Regions from separate parts of the Mus musculus genome. Here all the other regions are linked to region 4. The links are chromatin contacts, called in public Hi-C maps. All regions are on one chromosome and are shown on one strand. Each heading gives the region's core, a stretch centred on a gene start, on an enhancer-like site or on the middle of the called end of the contact. The rest is flanking DNA. Distances are from core to core; before and after follow the strand shown.

Region 1 (2,943 bases), core at 152-2,651, 180 kb before region 4:
TGCATATTGTCTCTTTCATACACGTACACAACACACATGCACCCACACATATGCACACATACACACAGAACACACATACACTACTGAAAAAAAAAAAAAAAAACACTTGTCACTTTGGATCAGGGCCCACTCATATGAGCTTGTTTAACGTAATTATCCTTTCTTAGTCCCTGTCTCCAGACACAGCCACATTCCAGGTACAGTAAGTGAGGATCTCCACGTATGAAGTGGGGCAGGAGAAGGACATAAGGGACAGACAGGAGGCCAAGCCCGGCAGGCTGCTTCTCCATCCTATACACCTAACCAGCTGTATGACTCTTGTGTGGCAGAACACTATGCAGTCATTAAAAATCAGGTCTGAGCTAGAGAACATACCCAAGGAGCTGAAGGGGTCTGCAACCCTATAGGTGGAACAACAATATGAACTAACCAGTACCCCCCAGAGCTCGTGTCTCTAGCTGCATATGTAGCAGAAGATGGCCCATTGGTCTTGCAAACTTTATATGCCCCAGTACAGGGGAAACACCAGGGCCAAGAAGTGGGAGTGAGTGGGTAGGGGAGCAGGGTGCAGGGGGTGGGGGGAGGGTATAGGGGACTTTTGGGATAGCATTTGAAATGTAAATGAAGAAAATATCTAATAAAAAAATTTTTTTAAAGGTCTGGGAGCCAGTGAGAGGTTTCAGATGGTAAAGACACATGACACACAGCCTGGCAGCCTGATGATATGTTACTGCCATCCCTTGTGGTAGAAGGCGAGAACCAACTCCTGCAAGCTGCCCTGGCTCTAGTGTATGTGCTATGTCATGTGTGCTCCCTGCCCCTCGAATAAATAAGCAAATGTTAAAAAAAATTTTTTTTTGAAAAAAAAAAAAAAGGTCTACATGATGGGTAGTGCTTGGAATGGAGAGGCAGGAGGATCACAAGTTCAAGACCAGCCTGGGACACACATGCTCCAGGTCAGCCTTTCAACTACATGAGAAAACAGAGAGAGACAGAGAGAGAGACAGAGAGAGAGACAGACAAACAGAGAGAAATAAGATTTGCAAAGAGTTAAACATAGAAACTTGCCCATAAGAATTAAGCGATTGAATATTTAATTTCAAAATGTACTGAATTTTAACCCATGATCCCAAATATATCAGAGGGAAAGGAATCGTTCTAAAGGCTTGAGGCAAGTTTGTAGGTCTTCAAAAATGTATATCTACCTAGAGCCTCAAAATGCAACTTTGTTTAGAAACAGACCTATTGATATCAAGCTGAAATCACCCTCCAGGGTAGTGGGACCCAGATCCAAAGAGGCAGGACACACAGAGAGACCTAGAAAGAAGGAAGCTGTGTAACAACAGTGACAGAGACAGGAATGACGTGGACACAGCCTACAAGTTCCAAAGGTGACGAGCAAGCAACTGACCAGGAGCTGGAACTACGGCAAGTTCCTCTTCTAGGCCCTTCATCAGGACCCCCGACTGCCCATGGCTGGTTTCAGATTCCTAGTCTCCTAGATATGCAAGAAGTGTTTGCTGTTTGAAAACGTATGGGACTGACCCACTAGGAAACTGCTAAAACAGAAGCACGGACGTGAGCCCCTCACAGTTCTGAAGACCTGCAATGCACGGCCTAGGTGCGAGCCTCAACTCAAGAAGAAAGGAGCTGGCCCTGAGATCTTAGTTGGTTCTATAAGACCAGGCCTCCAGCAGGCAAAGCTGACCTGGACCTAAACAATGTGATCTGCAGGAAGGAGGAGAAAATGGAAACAACTCAGGGGGAGGAAGAGGAAGAAGCCTTTGAGCACGAGGAGATTTGTCTCCAGCAGGCAGCAAAGCAGAAAATCGTGAGTAGGCAGCTGGGCTGCTTCCGGGATTGCTTCTTTTTTTTTTTTTTTTTTCTTTTTTTGGCCAGGACAGATGTAGCATAGCAAGGCTCCTGGTTTGCAGGCTCCACATCTGCATGCCTACACTATAAACTGTTTAGCCGGTTGCCTGGGATCCCCTGCTGCGGACCGGACTGGGAGGAAAAGAGCGGAAGGCGAATCCTGCGCCTGCGCAACTGTGCCCTGCCTGCACCTTGCTTCCAGTGCAGGGACCCTACATCATCCAAACACCCACCGTGCTTCCTCAAACCCCAGACAGAGCTGCAGTGGAACAGCAAGGGGGGGAACCACCTTTGCAGTGCCCACCAGGCTGCTTGGGGAGGGACGGAAGGACATCCCTGGAAGCAGTCGGTCTCAGAACGAGGGCCACTCCAGGCTAATCCACTGCCTCCAGCCACTGCATTTTCAGCTTGATAAATATTTGATCACTCACAATCAAGTACATTAGAAGAACTAAATGAAATACCCACCTCCCTTCTTTTCTGGGTTACTTCTACCCGCATAAGGAGGAAAATTTTCAATCCTTCAATGTAACATAAAGTTTGGTCATAGGATTTCTCTGACTTGCCATTCTAGACCACCACCACCCCCATCTCTATCTCTCTCTCTCTCTCTCTCTCTCTCTCTCTCTCTCTCTCTCTCTCTCTCTCCCTCCCTCCCTCCCTCCCTCCCTCCCTCTCTCTCTCTCCCTCTCTCTCTCCCTCCCCCTCCCCCTTTCTCTCCCTCTCCTTATACCTAGATTACAGAACTGATTACTGGCTGTGTGAATATAGAACTGAGAGAAAAGGAAACCTCTCCCTACAGCTCTTAGGTGATTAATGGGTTTGGCAAGCTACTGTGCCCACCCTGTGAGTGGAGGTCCTCCTACGTCTTCTGAAGAAGGAGTGGGGCGTACCCAGGAGGTCTAAGGGCAGCTAGCAGACAGTGGGACAGTGGCAAGCAGAGACTGAAGACCCTGCCCTCAAGCACGAGCGGGCCACTAGAAAGGCTTCGTCGATCTGGACAGCACTTTAGTTCATAGACAGGCCCATTAGTTCATAGACAGGCCCATTAGGGATGGTGAACGTGCCAAG
Region 2 (2,875 bases), core at 157-2,656, 140 kb before region 4:
GACGTAGCAACCAGTTCCCAGATGCCCTGAACATTTAGCAATTGGTTCTTGCAAGCTACACTGAGCCAGCACCAGCACAGCTCTGCGGCACAGAAAGGTCCAAGGACATTCATTATTCAGTGTGGCGGAGTGGCAGAGTCAAGGTTGGAGTTTAACTCCGGTGCCTAGAATCTGACCACCACTCAGTGTCAGCCATCAGCATCACAAGGGAATGTGACCACTCGGGAACACTAATGGAGCATTTCAACGCATATTAAGACAACAGTGCAAACTCTTTACAATAACTCTATGGAATCTGACTTTAGTGGGGTTGTCTTAAATAATTAATGAAATGATTTGCATGTGGCTGATGGGGGGGGGGGAGTCTCCAATTAAGCACTTAAAGCTACCCTTTGCACATCCCCAGTCACAAAGAAGTTGCACAGCTGTCGAGTGGTGGCCAAGGGATTGGGTCTATGTCTGATTGCAGCCGCTTAACCACGTTTGATATTTACGTGAAAAGAGGAAACCGGCTAAAGCGTAGTGAATCTCTGGGCGACAGAAAAGCAAGCCTTTGAACCCCGAACCCAGAGTCAAGCAAATAAACCTACGTTTAAAAAAATCCATCAGCTAAGAGTAGAGCAGGTTACCCAACACCCTGGCTTTAGAGCCCCACCCCTCCGACGCGGCTGCTCTAATGGTGAAGACAAGAGAAAGCACACAAGGTGTCAACACAGCTCCTGGCCACAACCTAAGCCATCAAAGAGTGTTAGGTGTTATTAAGAACAAAAAGGATGGCACGATTCAAATCACCATTTCTGCACCGTGGGTTCTTTGTCTTGCCAAGTTGCCCCAAACTGTGGGTCAGGCAGGTTCAGGGGGAAAAACAAAGTGACTCCCCCGCCGTGTCACACAAGTTCCTCCCCCGCCCTGGTGTGCAGCCACCTTGGGACTCCACTTTTTTTGGCGCCGCGGGGCCGGCCACTCCGGGGATGCAGAGGTCCGGCGGAGCATCCTTCCCATTCCGCCCGAGAAAGAGGCTGCACGCAGGAGGGAAGCCTGGCTTCCCACGCTGCCTCGGAGTGAGGGGCTGTTAATGTGTCTCCCGTGGTTCCCAGACCTTCTCTAGAAAGAAAGCTGCTCTGACTCCCGCTTCAAGCCCAACTTCCTCCCCGGGCGGCTCCCCGGCTCTGCGCTCCCGCCGCGGCTGGGACAGAGCGAGCGGGGAGGAGCGCGGCTGCTGTCCGGGCGGCACAGCGAGCCGCGCCAGGGGACCCGGCGACCCCGTCCTTCCCGCGCCCAAGCGCCCGCAACCGCTTACCAGACGGCGGCCGCTTCCTGCTCAGTCGGCTCACGGCGCGGGTGAACATCGCCGCGGGCGTCCAGAGGACGGAGCAGCCGGGCAGCGCGGCGGCTAAGCCCGAAGAGGGCAAGGAGGAGGAGGAGCCCGCGCGACGCCGCCCCTCCAGGCTCCGCCCGCCGCCTCCTCCCCGCCGCGCTCCCCTCTCCCTGCCCACCCGCGCCCGTGGGCACTGGGTCCAGCCCTCAGTTACCCGCGCAGGGCAGGGCGCGGTGGCCCCGGGTGACCCTCAGCTCCCGCGCACATCCCGGTCCCTCCCCTCGCGGCCTGGAGACATACAGCGTTCGGTGTCCCTGCCAGGCCCGAGTCACCTCCCAGATCGCCCCCGGGTCTACCCGATTCCGTGGGCGCGCGGCCTGCTCACGCCGCGAATGCCCGGGAGGCGTCACCAGAGTCCCGAGCCAAGCCGCCGCGAGTGGGCGCCCACTCTGGCCCACGCCACGCCTGTGCCGGGGCTTCCAAGCCCCGGGACAAACCTCGGAGAACGCTGTCTGGAGCCTCTGCGGTTTCAGAGTGGATCTGAGCGCGCCAGCACATTTTTTAACTTGGACGACACTTGGGTGCAGTCTCAGGAGAACCTTTGCGCTCAACTACCGGAATCCTGTAGATCCCAGCGCCGGGCTCAACGCTCCTCCTGGTGCCAGTCACCTGCTCAGCGCCGCGCTCCACGCTCATCTAGTTTCCCATTTCTTTTTACCAAACAGCCCAAGAGGGGGGTGTCGTTAGCCCCATTTTCTTGAGCATTCGGTTTGCAAGGAATTGTCTTTCTGGCGAGTTTTATTTTTCTCCTTGTGGGTCTGGCTTTGTCTCGAAATTGGTCTTTATTTTTAGCTGTGCTAATTGCTATTTTTCTAAACCATTCCCCAGTCGCCCCCCCAACCCCCCGCGCGCGTTCTTTCGCAGGATTTTCACTAGTTGGCACTTTCCTTTATATCTTCTATTCTGAGCTTCCCATTTTGCTCTATTTTCCTCCCTTTTTGTCCACCCTGCAGTCCCAACGCCACCTCAGCCCTGGCCCTCTGTGGTTATTCACCATCTCTCTGCCTACCCTTCCCCACTCCATCATTTCCAAACACGGCCATTTGTGCTATCCAAAGAGGATGTTCCGTCCCCTGAAGGCTGCAGAGGTCTTCAGCTGCGGCTTGCAGGTGAGCACCATCAGTGTGGCTTCCAAGCCGGGGTTTCTGAATGTCTCCAGCTGCTATTGCCGCCCGCCCCCCCCCCAAGCTTCCTGGCCATTGAAATAGCTCTTGGGTCATAGGCTCTGTAAAAGCTGAGCCTAAACCGACACAGACACAGACATAATGGTGCTCTCCTTTAATCCCAGCAACCCCAGCACTCCGGAGGCAGAAGCAGGAAGATTCTTTGAGTTAGAGGACACCCTGATATACATAGCAATGTCTAAGGCAGCTACATAGAGAGTCAGAAGGAAGGAGTCAGAAGGGAGGGAGGGAGGGAGGGAGGGAGGGAGGGAGGGAGGGAGAGAGAGAGGGAAAGAGGAAGGGAAGGGAATGAAGGAAGGAAGGAAGGAGAGAG
Region 3 (3,208 bases), core at 170-2,669, 170 kb after region 4:
TCAAGGCACTGTGTGGTATAAGTTAGTGCTGGACTATATGCACCCAAGCCTTCTGTTCTATCTATACAGCTAGTCCACAGCGGCATTACCTCCTTACTCCTGGTATGGTAATTTGTCTTCTTTTTTCTTTGCTAGTCTAGCTTAGAGGTTTATCAGTTTTGCTAATAAGAAGGAAATAAAAGATTAGGGATTTAGTTCAGTAGTTCAATCCCCAATTACACCCCCTCCACATACACACAAATCTCTAATCACACTCAAAGAAAAAGCAAAGCGGGGGGTGGGGTGGGGGGGGGTGGGGGGGTGGGGGGGGTGGGGCTGCACGCGTAGCTCAGTTGGTGGTATCTATCTGCATAAACCAGGTGCAGTGGCTCATGCCTACACCCAGGAGATGGAGGCAGGAGGATTGGAATGTTTGCGCTCATGGCCACTGAGCAGAGATGCATGCTCCCAAAGGATCACTGAGTTCAGTCCCTTGAGGAGGAAAAGAGCCCAGCCCCAAAAGCTGCTCTGACCACCACATGCACACTGCCTGCAAAGCGTAGCAACTTCCTGCAGTGTAATAAATAGAAAGTTGTTAGAAAGTTTAAGACACCTTCACATACTAGTGAGCTTTAAGGCAGTCTGTAGTACATAAGATTGTCTCAAGTATTTCACTGATTTGCTATTTTCTTTATTTTTAGATTTTATTTTTATTTATTTATTTATTTTTTTGTTTTGTTTTTTTTGAGACAGGGTTTCTCTGTGTAGCCCGGGCTGCCCTGGCACTCACTCTGTAGACCAGGCTGGCCTCGAACTCAGAAATCTGCCTGCCTCTGCCTGCCTCTGCCTCCCAAGTGCTGGGATTAAAGGCATGAGCCACCACGCCCGGCTTTTGATTTGCTATTTTCTTGTTTTCAATTCTTAATTTCTGTTCTTCCTTCATTATTTGCTTTCCTTTTCTCCATGTGCCTTGGGTTTCAGTTCGCATTTCTGATTTCATAAATGGACACAATGCTCGAAGCCTTCTTTCCATACATACACAGCACAGTCTCTGGTTGTACTTAGAGGATGTTCTTGTTTTTTTATTTTTTCAAGACAGGGTTTCTCTGTGTAGCCCTGGCTGTCCTGGAACTCACTCTGTAGACCAGGCTGGCCTCGAACTCAGAAATCCGCCTGCCTCTGCCTCTCAAGTGCTAGGATTAAAGGTGTGCACCACCACTGCCTGGCTAGAGGATGTTCTTCCATTTCCATTTTTTGTGTAGCTGGGAACAATTTTAAGTTTTATATGGACTTCTTTTTGATCTACTGTGTTTATAAGTGTTCTACAAGTCTGAATTTTTGTCATCTTTCGGATTTCCGGTCCTCTCTTATTACAGACAGAACACACACAATGACTTCCCTTCTCTGAAGTCTGCTGATACTCGCTCATAACTCAGAATGATTTATCTTGGCCCAGGTTCCTCATGTGCTTGGACAGTGCGTGTTCTGGGGCGGGGAGGTGAACATACTAAATGAGCCTGCGTAGCTGGCACTCAGAGCTTTAAGAGCTCTACTAATTCTCCAACTAATGGAAGCAGCAAGCCCTGCAGCTATGGCTGCACACGTGGCCCACTCCAGCTCGCCGTTTGTGCGGGCAGTCTGAAGCTCTGCAGCTGGTGCATGCATGTCATGCCTTCTTATGAAAAGACCTACTGCAAAGCCATGTGTATCTTCCTTTCTTCTCGGAACAGCTTTCAAAACTATTTTAAAACTTGGGGCTGTCCAGGTAATAGTGATGCACACCTTTAATCCCAGGACTCGGGAGGCAGAGGCAGGTGGATCTACAGGTTGGAGGGTAGCCTGGTCTACAGAGTAAATTCCAGCCAAGAAACCCTATCTCAAAAAACAAGCAAGCAAACAACACACACAATATTACATCATTCTCTCCATCCATCACCCACGTCCTGTTATCCCTCTCAGTAAACTCTCTTTCAAATTTATGACTTTTTATTCTTTAACTATCATTGTTTGTATGTGTATGTGTGTATGTATGTGTGTGTCAATAGGTACATAAGTACAACCTATTGAGTCCATTTACTGTTGCTTATAGGTATTATTTTTAAGGCTGAGCATCTGGGATTGGTGTAGAGAACATCTCTTGTGTACTGAATGGATTCAACACCTGTCAGTTAAAGCTGATTGACCTGTAACTGAGGCAGGAAATAGAAGATGGACAGAGAGGATTCTGGGAGAGAGCCAGGGGCAGGAGGATTGGCCCAGGAACATGAAGGAGGTCAGAAGCACGGGAGCTGAGCAGAGGTAACCAGCCATGTGGCAGAATTTAAGATCAGAATAAATGAGATACTAAGTTATGATTGAATTGGGGAATAGCCAAAGCTTATAAAAATAAATATATTTGAGTCTCAGAGTCATTATTCTTGAAGCCTAGGGCCAGGACGAAAAAGCTGACTTTTACAGATTGGGGAAGAGGAAATTCTTCCTTTCTTAGCAGTGAAACAGACCCTTCTTAAAGAGTATGACAGATTCCCAAAATGTCTGTTTTAGTATTTAGGAAAACTCAATGAAAATCCGATTTATCATTATGCTCACTGCCCATAAGCAATGTGTAGGAAGAGAAAAACAGAAAGTCCTGAAACCACAAGTCCCTTACTACAAACCTCTTTCCCCAAATAAACCAACACTTTAGGAATTTGAGGATAGTTCCAAATTTTCCCTGATGGATTACAGACTAATCTGTGTAAATTAGTGTTTGTGGAATACTAAAGTGGGGTTTAGAGAAAAAATAACTTTGAACGTGTCTATCAAATACCAAGAAAAAACAGACACAGAATAATCTACTAATCAACATATGCAGATAGAAAAGCAAAAAACTAAGGGCAAACATCAAGGAATGGAAAACGAAAACACCAACACAAATGACTAATATTAAAATAGACAAATCCCTGGGTGGGGTAGTTTACATTCATAATCCTAGTACCTAGGAGATAGAGGCAGGAGAAAATAGGAGTTCAAAGCCAGCCTGGGCTACATAAGACTAGAAAGGGCTGGGGGTAAGGGGAGATGAGATGGGGAGGGGGAGGGAGAGGGGGAGGGAAAGAGAATAAAAATAAGACACAATTTCTAGGAAGCCATTCAAGAGGGAAAAAAACTGCAAGCAAAATCATAGGTGTTGGGGACATGGCTCTGGTGGAGGGCTACTTGCTTAGCATTCATGAAGTCCTGGGTTTGA
Region 4 (2,812 bases), core at 9-2,508:
TGCACTGCTCTGCCTGTGGCTGGGCCTGTGCCTCCTGCCACTTCCTCCTGGCTCTGAAGCTGCTCTGACTCAGGGTATACAAACAGAACTACATTAGCTCTGGGAAGCCCTGAGCATGGGATGGGGGGGGGGGGGGGGGCGGGGCTCCCTTGAGATGTAGTTCAAAATAAACACAACAGTAATAGCAATAGGAGTATAAAGAAGATCTCAGCTTCCCAGGTTAAAGTTTTTTGACTTTAACAAAATTTAAAAATTCCTCCAGGTATGTATGCGTGTGTGTGTGTGTGTGTGCACCTAAGAGTGTGTGGGGGGTGAGTGGATGGGGGTCACATGCATACATGTGATAGGGCATGCCCCCATTTCCTGGGACTTCGGAGACTCATCTGCACTGCTGGAACCAGTAGCAACTGAGAAGAGCTGCTTCAGCCCCAGGGGAGAGCGCTGAGCTGGTGAGGATCCTGGGATAGAGAGGCAGCCCATGGCACCCAGGTAAGGCAGCCACAGGTGCTGGGCCCTGGCAGCCAGGAAGCAGTGGGGCCAAGTTTCAGGTTCAAATAGAAGCTAGCCTGAAGGCGGTGCAGGGGCTGGGAGAACACCTCCTTAGCAGGCCAGGGTAGCTCATGTCTACAACCTGAGCTCTTAGGAGGCTAAAGCTGGAGTTTGAAACCACATAAGGCCATAGAGTAAAGACGAAAGAAAGAAAGAAAGAAAGAAAGAAAGAAAGAGAGAGAGAGAGAGAGAGAGAGAGAGAGAGAGAGAGAGAGAGAGAAGAGAGAAGAAAAAAGAAAAAATATTCTTCTGGAAGTTTCTAGAACATTTGTTTTCTATCGATGACTGTTCCAACCTCTGCCAGCCATGGTGAACTGGCAGTCCTTACAGAGGCTGCATTTTTTTTTTTCTTACAGACTTGTTTCTAGGGAAGGCCTCCTTTTCTAGCCTCAAGAGAAATTCTACCCCTAATCCTTCTCTCCATCTCGCCTTTCGCCTTGTCTCTCAGCTTCCTGCTGCCTCTCCTTAGTTGAGAAGAAATGCAGCCACAGAAGGAGTAGTCCTCAGAGCTCAGCTTAACCCCCTTTATCAGCAAGTGTCTTGACAGAGCCACCTACGTCGGTCCCCAGCTGGACTCCCAGGGCCTGTACAGTCCTCTGCCACCCACTCATTCCTCCTTCCCACTCCACCGAAACCTCTCCTTGTGGGCACATCTGTGCAGTCATTGCAGATCTTCCTCGCTGGACTGTGACTCACCGTCCTCCCCAGTGGACTGTGACTCACCGTCCTCCCCACCCACTTAACCACTGAGTCTGCCCAGCACCCTTTCTCTCACCACAGGGCAGAAGATGAATTTTGTGTCAGCTCAGCTAGAAGGCAGAGCCCATATTCAACCAAGCCCTAGACGCCGTTGTGCCTCCTGTGGTAAGATAAAGGTGTAGGACATAGCTCTGTGAAAAAAGTGCTTGTCCAGGCTATGTGAAGCCCTAGGTTTGACCTTGGAATCACATAAAACTGGGTGTAGTGGTGTGTACCTGTAATCCCCAAAAGTCAGGAGGTTCAAGAAGGAGCTGAGACGTTCAAAGTCATTCTTAGCTCTCCAGTAAGCTTCAGGTCAACCTGGGCTACGTGAGACCCTGTCACCAACCAACACGGATGCTTATTTCTCTAGAGAAACTGTGTCCGCACTCTGGTGCCCAACCTCCTCAGCCCCCAGCCACCTCTGGTCAGTATCTCTAATACCTTCAGTCAAGAGGGTGCATCCTTTGGGGGTACTCGAGCTCAGATCCTGAGTGTCCTTCTGAGTCTACACTAAGCCAGCTTTAAGCCAGCAGCTTCCGTGGGGGCAATGTCAAGGCCACAGAGGCCAGCCAGGTGCATGAGAGGCAGTGCCAGCTGCCACAGGTTGGGGTAGGAAGAGACTGATGCTCAGTCACTGCCAGGGGGAACATGGTCCAGTGTTGTGAGAGATCTCTAGTTTCCAAGAAAGACAAGAAATCTGTTTTGTAAGATTTCTCTGTTTAAAAATATTTTTTAAAAATGTTTTAAAAGAACTAGTCAGGCCCAACAAAATCTGTCTGCAAGCCAGATTCGGCCCTGGGGCTGCCAGCAAACAAGCTCCAAGTTCCACTATTCTGTAAATATTTAATAGTCTCCATTCCTTACTGTTTGCCCCCAGCCCTGAAAGTGTTGAGAGCAAAGCCTATAACTTGGACTCTCATACAGCCAACTTGAGGTGGGACAGTGACCTAGAGAGGTGGGGGGGGGGGGCAGGAAGGATGGGAGGTGTACTTAGCTCTCAACTGTTTCTCTACTTTGCCAAACACCTTTTTTTTTTTTTTAATCTGGCCCCTCCTCCCACCCCCATCACACCCTTCTATAGCCACACAGTTCTGAGGTTACACTCAGGATCCCACATGTAAACCAAACCTCTCTCAGGCCTGCCATTCCTCTCTTCACTGGCCCTTCCTGCTCAGCACCAGTGCTCACAGGGTGATCACAGCGTTGGCTCTGCCAGTTATGTGGGCAGGGCTCCAGTACCAGCTCCTCACTCAACAGTCAGCCATGACCTTAACCTTCTAGAGACTCAGTTTCCCCCACCGTCACACCTCGGCAATTTGTAGTAAGCTTTCACGACTCTTCAGGAAGTCTTATTTCATTCTGAGGACAAGTTGCCCACGGTAGTCAATATTGTTGAGTAGAATGTCTTGGTGCCTGTGCTGTCCCAGTGCCGCTGACCAAGGAGAAAGGGACAAACAAAACAAAAGCAAATAAACAAAAACCCTTGTTGATCTTTATCTATTTATTGTGTATCTGTTTGAGT

Evidence for each region. Hi-C and Micro-C count contacts between places; a contact is called where the count stands out from the background.
Region 1: a Hi-C map of bone marrow-derived macrophages shows a contact between it and region 4, with 35 read pairs. The contact joins two enhancer-like sites. A contact is called at or near these places in 1 of 15 datasets of contacts at CTCF or cohesin (large pre-B cells), 16 of 484 Hi-C or Micro-C datasets (B cells, CD4 T cells, CD8 T cells and 10 more), 6 of 115 datasets of contacts at active chromatin or transcription factors (CD8 T cells, effector CD8 T cells, embryonic stem cells and 2 more) and 2 of 9 other capture datasets (adipose tissue and liver).
Region 2: a Hi-C map of bone marrow-derived macrophages shows a contact between it and region 4, with 34 read pairs. The contact joins the promoter of Rgs10 here to the enhancer-like site in region 4. A contact is called at or near these places in 9 of 39 promoter capture datasets (the HPC-7 cell line, embryonic stem cells, pre-B cells and 2 more), 2 of 484 Hi-C or Micro-C datasets (the HPC-7 cell line and bone marrow-derived macrophages), 5 of 115 datasets of contacts at active chromatin or transcription factors (bone marrow-derived macrophages, embryonic stem cells and fetal liver) and 3 of 9 other capture datasets (adipose tissue, liver and pancreatic islet).
Region 3: a Hi-C map of bone marrow-derived macrophages shows a contact between it and region 4, with 24 read pairs. The contact joins two enhancer-like sites. A contact is called at or near these places in 2 of 39 promoter capture datasets (stem cell-derived epiblast-like cells and trophoblast stem cells), 1 of 15 datasets of contacts at CTCF or cohesin (large pre-B cells), 2 of 484 Hi-C or Micro-C datasets (bone marrow-derived macrophages and hematopoietic stem and progenitor cells), 1 of 115 datasets of contacts at active chromatin or transcription factors (effector CD8 T cells) and 3 of 9 other capture datasets (adipose tissue, liver and pancreatic islet).

Annotation. Positions count from the first base shown.
Region 1 is chr7:128,377,655-128,380,597 of GRCm38.p6, forward strand. All of the region lies in intron 4 of Rgs10 (regulator of G-protein signalling 10), which reads right to left. Among named protein-coding and RNA genes, the nearest start is that of Gm39092, 12 kb to the left of the region's middle. Within about 2 kb of position 1,402, at least 34 of the 459 cell types and tissues checked have an H3K27ac peak or open chromatin away from gene starts, as enhancers often do. A contact at or near this core is called in bone marrow-derived macrophages, where this site is marked.
Region 2 is chr7:128,416,766-128,419,640 of GRCm38.p6, forward strand. It overlaps Rgs10 (regulator of G-protein signalling 10), which reads right to left and starts at 1,407. Exons shown (of 5, transcript NM_026418.2): 1 at 1,301-1,407. The coding sequence starts at 1,349.
Region 3 is chr7:128,727,467-128,730,674 of GRCm38.p6, forward strand. The region is part of intron 1 of Mcmbp (minichromosome maintenance complex binding protein); the gene reads right to left. Among named protein-coding and RNA genes, the nearest start is that of Mcmbp, 11 kb to the right of the region's middle. Within about 2 kb of position 1,420, at least 55 of the 459 cell types and tissues checked have an H3K27ac peak or open chromatin away from gene starts, as enhancers often do. A contact at or near this core is called in bone marrow-derived macrophages, where this site is marked.
Region 4 is chr7:128,553,508-128,556,319 of GRCm38.p6, forward strand. No RefSeq gene overlaps it. Among named protein-coding and RNA genes, the nearest start is that of Bag3, 31 kb to the left of the region's middle. Within about 2 kb of position 1,259, at least 136 of the 459 cell types and tissues checked have an H3K27ac peak or open chromatin away from gene starts, as enhancers often do. A contact at or near this core is called in the HPC-7 cell line, bone marrow-derived macrophages and liver, where this site is marked.